Linked DNA regions of Danio rerio: regions 1 and 2 are each linked to region 3. A link is a contact called in public Hi-C and Micro-C data. All regions are on one chromosome and are shown on one strand. The core of a region is the stretch at or near the end of the contact, and the rest is flanking DNA. Distances in the headings are between cores, read along the strand shown. Region 1 overlaps mn1a (meningioma 1a). Region 2 overlaps pitpnb (phosphatidylinositol transfer protein, beta). Region 3 holds the start of plk2a (polo-like kinase 2a (Drosophila)).

Evidence for each region. Hi-C and Micro-C count contacts between places; a contact is called where the count stands out from the background.
Region 1: a Micro-C map of caudal fin shows a contact between it and region 3, with 4 times the contacts expected there. The contact joins the enhancer-like site here to the promoter of plk2a in region 3. A contact is called at or near these places in 3 of 18 Hi-C or Micro-C datasets (caudal fin, hematopoietic stem cells and an unstated tissue) and 1 of 4 datasets of contacts at active chromatin or transcription factors (caudal fin).
Region 2: a Hi-C map of embryo shows a contact between it and region 3, with 3 times the contacts expected there. The contact joins the enhancer-like site here to the promoter of plk2a in region 3. A contact is called at or near these places in 4 of 18 Hi-C or Micro-C datasets (caudal fin, embryo, hematopoietic stem cells and 1 more) and 2 of 4 datasets of contacts at active chromatin or transcription factors (caudal fin and embryo).

Annotation. Positions count from the first base shown.
Region 1 is chr10:4,574,667-4,577,366 of GRCz12tu, reverse strand. All of the region lies in intron 2 of mn1a (meningioma 1a), which reads right to left. Among named protein-coding and RNA genes, the nearest start is that of mn1a, 7.8 kb to the right of the region's middle. Within about 2 kb of position 1,341, at least 3 of the 62 cell types and tissues checked have an H3K27ac peak or open chromatin away from gene starts, as enhancers often do. A contact at or near this core is called in caudal fin, where this site is marked.
Region 2 is chr10:4,550,419-4,553,118 of GRCz12tu, reverse strand. All of the region lies in intron 10 of pitpnb (phosphatidylinositol transfer protein, beta), which reads right to left. Among named protein-coding and RNA genes, the nearest start is that of mn1a, 16 kb to the left of the region's middle. Within about 2 kb of position 1,283, at least 5 of the 62 cell types and tissues checked have an H3K27ac peak or open chromatin away from gene starts, as enhancers often do. A contact at or near this core is called in caudal fin, where this site is marked.
Region 3 is chr10:4,787,821-4,790,520 of GRCz12tu, reverse strand. It overlaps plk2a (polo-like kinase 2a (Drosophila)), which reads left to right and starts at 1,297. Exons shown (of 14, transcript XM_073914367.1): 1 at 1,297-1,520; 2 at 1,765-1,872; 3 at 1,977-2,093; 4 at 2,173-2,700.

The DNA.
Region 1 (2,700 bases), core at 92-2,591, 210 kb after region 3:
CAAGCAGTATGAATTTAACCTCCATTTCGGTTTATGTAATAGAGCAGCTTGGACATTCTGCAAAATATCTCCGCTATGCTTTTCTGGTAACAATGACAAAATCTACATGTTTGGGTGTAACTGCTTCTTAACGTTTAACTTGGAGAGGTGACAGATAAATCATTAAATCGAATTTGATTTTTTCACAGCAGTATGAATTTAACCTCCATTTCTTTTTATGGATGGAGCAGCTTGGACATTCTGCATAATATCTCTATTTTGCTCTTCTGGTAACAATGACGAATTTACATGTTTGGGTGTAACTGCTTCTTAATGTTTAGCTTGGAGAGGTGACGCATGAATCTTTTAATCGACTTATATCTTTTTACCGCAGTATAAATTTCACCTCTATTTCTGTTTATGGAATAGAGCAGCTTGGACATTCTGCAAAATCTCTTCGCTATGCTTCTCTGGTAACAATGACGAAATCTACATGTTTGGGTGTAACTGCTTCCTAATGTTTTTAGTTTGGAGAGGTGACAGATGAATCTTTTGTGCGAATTTGATCTTTTTTAAGGCAGAATTTAACCTCCATTTCTGTTTATGGAATAGAGCAGCTTGGACATTCTGCAAAATCTCTTCGCTATGCTTCTCTGGTAACAATGACGAAATCTACATGTTTGGGTGTAACTGCTTCCTAATGTTTTTAGTTTGGAGAGGTGACAGATGAATCTTTTGTGCGAATTTGATCTTTTTTAAGGCAGAATTTAACCTCCATTTCTGTTTATGGAATAGAGCAGCTTGGACATTCTGCATAATATCTTTATTTTGCTCTTCTGGTAACAATGACGAAATCTAGATGTTTGGGTGTAACTGCTTCTTAATGTTTAGCTTGGAGAGGTGACAGATGAATCTTTTAAGCGAATTAGATCTTTTTACAGCAGTATGGATTTCACCTCCATTTCTGTTTATGTAATAGAGCAGCTTGGACATTCTGCAAAATCTCTCCGCTATGCTTCTCTGGTAACAATGACGAAATCTACATGTTTGGGTGTAACTGCTTCTTAACGTTTAGCTTAGAAAGGTGACAGATGAATCTTTTAAGCAAATTTGATCTTTTTACGGCAGAATTTATTCTTCATTTCTGTTTATGGAATAGAGCAGCTTGGACATTCTGCATAACATCTCCGCTATGCTTCTCTGGTAACAATGACGGAATCTACATGTTTGGGTGTAACTGCTTCTTAATGTTTAGCTTGGAGAGGTGATGCATGAATCAAAGCGATGATTCTCTGACAACACAGGCCTGTCCCATGACAAAACGTGAAAGCGGAATTTAATACATGCCAAGACAAGATCATGCTGTTTCTTTTTTTCCTTTCCATTTCCACCCTGACATTCCTCGCGGAAAAATGCAGTGTATCACACGGACACAAGAAAACGCTAATTAATTCTGCCTGCCAAACAAGCACTCCCGTATAAAGGTGTGCGTATCTGCGCAGGCAACGCTCAAATTGCAATTCATCAGAGAAATTAGCAGCACAGTTGACCAAATCTTTCTATAAAATTGCACGCAGACGATGACCACAATTATAATTATTCTTGATAAATGTTCAAAGGTATGGATGGTTATTTTAGGACGCGGAACTTGCACACAGAGTACACGGTTTACAAGTTTGTATTTATAGAGCCACTGACAAATCTTGCTTTCTGACACGTTCAAAGACACGGAAGCTCATTTCAGTAAAGGATCCGCAAGTTACACAGCGTTTGGAGTGTACACTGTTTGCTGATATTTTCCACATAGATATCAAGCCCTATTTTCTCCTCGCATCCCTTCCACACAAAAACGCATCCCTATACCTGTGTTCTCAGAGTGTTGTTTTGAGCCGTTTTCCCATGAGACCATTGCATCTTCTCCTTTGTTTTCTGTCTGTTCTGGCCTTTAGTGTTTATTCTCAGAGCCACAAAGCTGTCAGAATATCCGACAGCCCCGTCTGAAAAATTGCATCTGACAACCTTCTCCATTTATTAGGCAAAACAGCGAGAGGAAAAGAAAAAGAAGAAGAAGAAGAAAACGCTAGAGTTTGAGGTAGCTAGGAGTTTCTGATCAGATTGCATTCTGATAACAGGCCGCAGCTTACATCTGTTTTACATTCAATCGATACGCATGTTAAAAAAGTTGAATAAAGTCAAATATTTTCCATTGAGTTGCTAAAATTATAAATATATATATATATATATATATATATATATATATATATATATATATATATATATATATATATATATATACACACACACACACACACACACACACACACACATATATACATACACACACAAATATTATATATACATACATATATATAGGTATAATATTAATATTTATAGCATTATATGTATATACACACACACACACACACACAAATATAAATATAAATATATATATATATATATATATATATATATATATATATATATATATATATATATATATATACACACATATATTATACTATAAATATTAATACTATAAACACAAACTATTTAATTTTAGCAACTCAATGGAAAATAAAATTATATATACAAACATTATATATGTAAAATTTTGCATACAGATAATTAAATATAGCTAAAAATGTAGCTATAGTAAAATGAAGTCAAATAAAACACAACTATTTTTTTCTCTTTAAAAATCCAGTGTTTACAAAAATAAAG
Region 2 (2,700 bases), core at 34-2,533, 240 kb after region 3:
TAAGATGGTTCATTTATTTTTACTTAAGTACAAATATGTTTATTTGAAATGTCCAATTTATCTTTATTAACTTCATATGTATGATTATTTTTAAAGTGTAGGATTTTACGTGTTGCCCAGTTTGTACATGGGCTACCAAAAGCTGTGAGATTTCAGTGTTCATTTTATCACAATACACTAGGAGCTAGTGTACTTTTCGTGGCTTTTAAGTAAAACAAAATGAGTATTGCAATAAATTGTATTTGTTTTTTCTCCTTAACCTCTTACTATTCCTATTGCCTATAAAATAAAATAAAAACACGCGTGTAAAGCCATGAGAACCAAACCCCATGTTAAAAAAACCAAGGTATGTATTGAATCGTGGGCTAACTGTATTGTTGCATCCCTAATATATATATATATATATATATATATATATATATATATATATATATATATATATATATATATATATATATATATATATATATCTAATACTAATTTTGCCTTTGTCATTATGACAGTACTACAAAATATTTTACTAGCTATTAAGCTTAAAGTGCCATTTAAAGATCTAACTACTTTAATCAGGTTAGCTAGGCAAATTAGGTTAATTCGATTATTACCAATTATTACAAAACAGTAGTTCCTTCTGTAGCCAATAACATTGTTTCAATGAAAACAAAATTATAAAAATTTTAAAGTTGCTTTCATTTCAGCCACACTAAAAGAAACATAATTCATCAGGTAAAATAAACTATAACTATACTTTTATAAAGGGAATTCCCCATTTTAACAAACGTCTGTGTCAGCAAAGTGGCAGTGAATGGGTTAACGTTGACATAATCCTCTCTGGAAACATTTTCACCATCATTTCCATAAATGAGGTTTTTGAAAAATATATACCCTGGAAGGTTTCTGTAAAGCCCTGCAAAGCCAAAGTAAACTTGATTCATCAAATATTAGTCCAAATACATACTTTCTCCTGGCAACTGGACAGTAGCAAGTACAAAAAAAAAGCTGTTTGTTTAATATAATGTCTTGCTACATATACAAACCGCTTAAAAAATGCCAGTCTTTACAACAGAAGGCAATTAAAGATCAACCGGTTAGAAGAAAGATAGAACTTTTAACATGACTGATGGGTTGACGGTTAAGCCATCACTTTATTGGTCTTGGCAAAGCCACCGCTGCAGAATAAAACTAATAAGCGACTACGCCTTCGGGATTTGGATGAGAATGTATTGATCGATATTTCCCAGGCAGTGAGGAGTTTGTGGTTTTCTTTGGCTGCATGCTTAAAGTGATCACAGAGCGTGTCAGAGTTTGGAGAGACTGCGTGCCGTTGGATCGTCATATTTACTGGGTAGAGGAAAGAATCTGGGCCAAATACTATACACTTGAGCTGGTACGCGTTCAACAAAAACACACAACTGAAAATAGAGAATATTAGCACTTTGCCAGGAGTAACCAGCGGAGAGAAAAAGAATAATAATAATGAAAAATCAGAACGAGCTGAAATCTGTAACCCCTTCAAGAACCGAGTCCAGTAGTCAATTCAAATACAGACCCTACTATTTTATGTCTACAGTCAAATTATGACCCCTGGTGCTAATATTACAGGTACTAACATTTTATTCCACACATATAAACGCCCACGTTACGCTATAAAAATGGTCCAGATGTGTGCTGGAGGCTGATGATGTACAGCTTGTGCATGTACACTATTAAATAGTCTTTACTCAGTGTTTTTGTAATAGCACACTGACCTACAGCTATAATTGTAAGTAGGGCTGCACGATTTGAGAAAAACAAAAAACTAATTGCGATTTATCAGTTTTTTATCAGTCAATTTAAAACGCAATTTATTATAACTTCAAAGAGCTGCAGGTTTTATGTGGTGGTTTTAGTAGGACATAAGAAAGACTAAAGGGGATTAAGACATAAAGAGGATTAATAATCAAAGTACTACTGTTTATTTAAAAACATTTTTTTATGGAGTTAATCTAGGGCCATATATACTTACAGAGGGTATATAAATGAATCAAGGATTGAAATTCAATAGCTTTTAACACCTTTAAGACTCTTTGCATACATTAAGACCTCATCACCACTGGTTTTAACCAGTCGCAGGGTTTGAAATTAACCTTTTTTCTTGGTTCAAAACATGTATCGTGATTCATTCAACACTTCTACCGAAGTAAAGTCACGTATTTAAATCGATTTTCAACCAGCTCACAGTAAATCGTTACATCCCTAGTAATCACAGCTGACCCATGATAGATGTGGTAGAGAAAATCCGTTCAGCACACACGCTTGTGTGTCTGGATCAACCAGTACTGCTTTAACCTCCCTGTACAAAGTGATGCTGCGTTCACACCAGACGCGGAACACGCGTCAAGCGCGAGGGATTTACATGTTAAGTCAATGCAAACGTGAATAGACATCCTGCGGCGCGAATTATGCAAATTGCGCGGATGGCGCGGGGCGAATTGAGCGTTTTGCTAGTTTGACGCGCTTAACGAGCGTTTCGCGTGAATCTCTCGAGTTCGAAAATCTGAACTTCAGCGGACATTCGCGCCGCGTTAACCAATCAGAAGCTTGCTCTTGTGGGGGCGTGATTGTGACGTAGAACCTGTTGTAGGTGTTCTGAGGGAAATCCTCCACCCTTCACCGACAACAGTTCATCAAACTGGGCTTGGCTCAGTCAGAAGCACCGCT
Region 3 (2,700 bases), core at 48-2,547:
TTAAAACAATATTTTTTATTTTAATTGTTTTTTTGTTTTTTTTTTACCTTTTTTACAATTTATATTAATGCAAAATAATAATAACATCTAAAGCATCTTGTAAAACTTTAGAAATGATTTGTTTTCTTAAAATTGAAATGAACTAAAAATAATAAATGAATGTTTCGTTTTTAAAACCAAATCTTTACTGATTTGACTGCTGGACTGGTCCATGATTGAGGGTGGGGGACACATTTGCTCAGATGTAATCGTTATATTCAAATTAAAAATGTTTTGACCCTCACCATACAAAATACAACAGAAAATAATGTAATATATAATTTAAAGCCATAATTCTAGGTATTTATTTGGGAGCACTCTGATTTTTTAGGGCCCTAAGTGACTGCTTACATTGCTTATTGGTTAAATCTGCCCCTGCCTGTGATACATACACTGCAACTGTTTTATTTATTTATTTATTTATTTATTTATTTATTTATTTATTTATTATCAATTAGACTTTTTTGTTACCTTGTAAATAGAAATAGATATATCAATAATTCATATTAGTATCACTACAATATATGACATACTATTAATGTATGAAAGCTATTAGCTAAGCAGTTTCCACTTAGTTACCACTGCTGCTCTGTTACATAAATTAACTGGCAACACTAGACAGTTACACAGTGTAAAACAGTGTTGTTAAAAAAATCTTTAGGCTACTAAGAAATCTACTCTAATGAGCATGACATAAACGCATGCATATTTAACTTAATGGTATCCTTTAAAATAATATCAAATTATGAGCAATCTGAATTAACACTTTAATTATAAATATGTTTGATGGGTCTAAATCTAGGCAAACTGATATCGCATGAGTCATACATCTCTCACTGCACTAATATGCAGTAGCCTATAGCGTAAAGCTACCACAAGGTGGGGCTAGATATCTTTACTGTGACAAGCATGACCTAATCAAACCTTTAAAATGTGATTTTAAATCAAATGTGGTTTGAATATGAACAATAAAATCCCATTTGAATATCACAATAAATAAATAATAAATATACCATATTTTTATATGTTGTATTTGTGTTCATATTTAAATGACTGGTTTCATTTCAGTGCAATTTGATCAGAAAGTTATGAACAGGTTGGGTTGGTTTGCTTATATTAGCGCAAATCATAACATTAATTGAGCGAAAGTCACTGCTTCAATTCAGCGCAACGTGAACGCGCATGACGCGCCAGTCAAAATAAAGGGGCGGAGCGATCAACAGCCTGTATAAAACTAAAGCTCTGAGATTTTTCTCCATAGTCGAAACGCGAGCATGGACATACTCAGGACTATAGCACACCACCACCATCACCACCAGCCTGTAAATAGCGGGAAGATGTGTGAACACACACACAGCAGAGCCAGTGAAAGCAGACGAAGGAAATTAGAGGATACTTCATATGCCACTCAAGAAATGTCACGCATTGTCACGGATTCAGCCACTGGGAAATGTTACTGTAGAGGGAAAGTTTTAGGCAAGGTAAATGTTTTACATTTGACAAATCAAAAATATTTAGCATTTTTATGTTTAATACAAAAGTATATATATATATATATATATATATATATATATATATATATATATATATATATATATATATATATATATATATATATTTTTTTTTTTTTTTTTTTTTTTTTTTTAAGATTAAATCTTGATAACAGATTTTCAACGATTGGTGTCATTAGTATGTATATGTGAAAATGCAGTTTCTCTGTTGCAGGGCGGTTTTGCCAAGTGCTATGAATTTACAGATCTAAGCACAGGCAAAATGTATGCAGCCAAAATCATTCCACACACACGCGTTTCCAAACCTCACCAAAGGGAAAAGGTAAGCTTGCTGTCCTGTTGTCACGTATGTACTTCTGGCAGCATTACTTCATTTACATTACTTCCCTACATCATTTGTTAAGCTTGCAACCATTTGATCGACAGATTGATAGAGAAATCGAATTGCACAGAGCCCTGCATCACAAACACATTGTTCAGTTCTACCATCACTTCGAGGACAAAGACAACATTTACATCCTACTTGAATACTGCAGCAGACGGGTGAGTATTATTGATATGGTTTTTCGATCTGACCAACAAATATTGTTGCTATAACTTCCTTATGTAATTTGTTCTTCAGTCACTAGCACACATTCTCAAGGCCCGAAAAGTGCTTACAGAACCAGAGGTTCGGTACTACTTAAAACAGATTGTCTCGGGACTGAAGTATCTACATGAGCAAGAGATTCTGCACAGAGACCTTAAACTAGGTAAGTGACTACAGCACACATTCGACTAGCATTAGCATTTTGCAGATACTTTTACTCAAAGCAACAAAAGCAATTTGTTAAAGAGCCCCAGAAATGTAAAAATGCATGGTATGCAGGGCCGGTGCGTCCATAGAGGCGACCTAGGCGGCTGCCTAGGGCGGCAGTATAGAGAGGGCGGCGTCCGCAACACCCCCCTTTCACCCACATCCTCAGTTATGTCCACAACACCTTACTCACCACCAGCGTCCACAGATATATTCGCGCAAAGGTGACAGAATAAAGAGGGCAGCGTCAGTGTGCGACACCTCCATCAGTACTCGCGTGTCCTCAGGTAAATCCGCGCATAAGGCGGCAGAATAGAGGTCCGCGACACCCACACGTCCTCAGTTATTTCCACG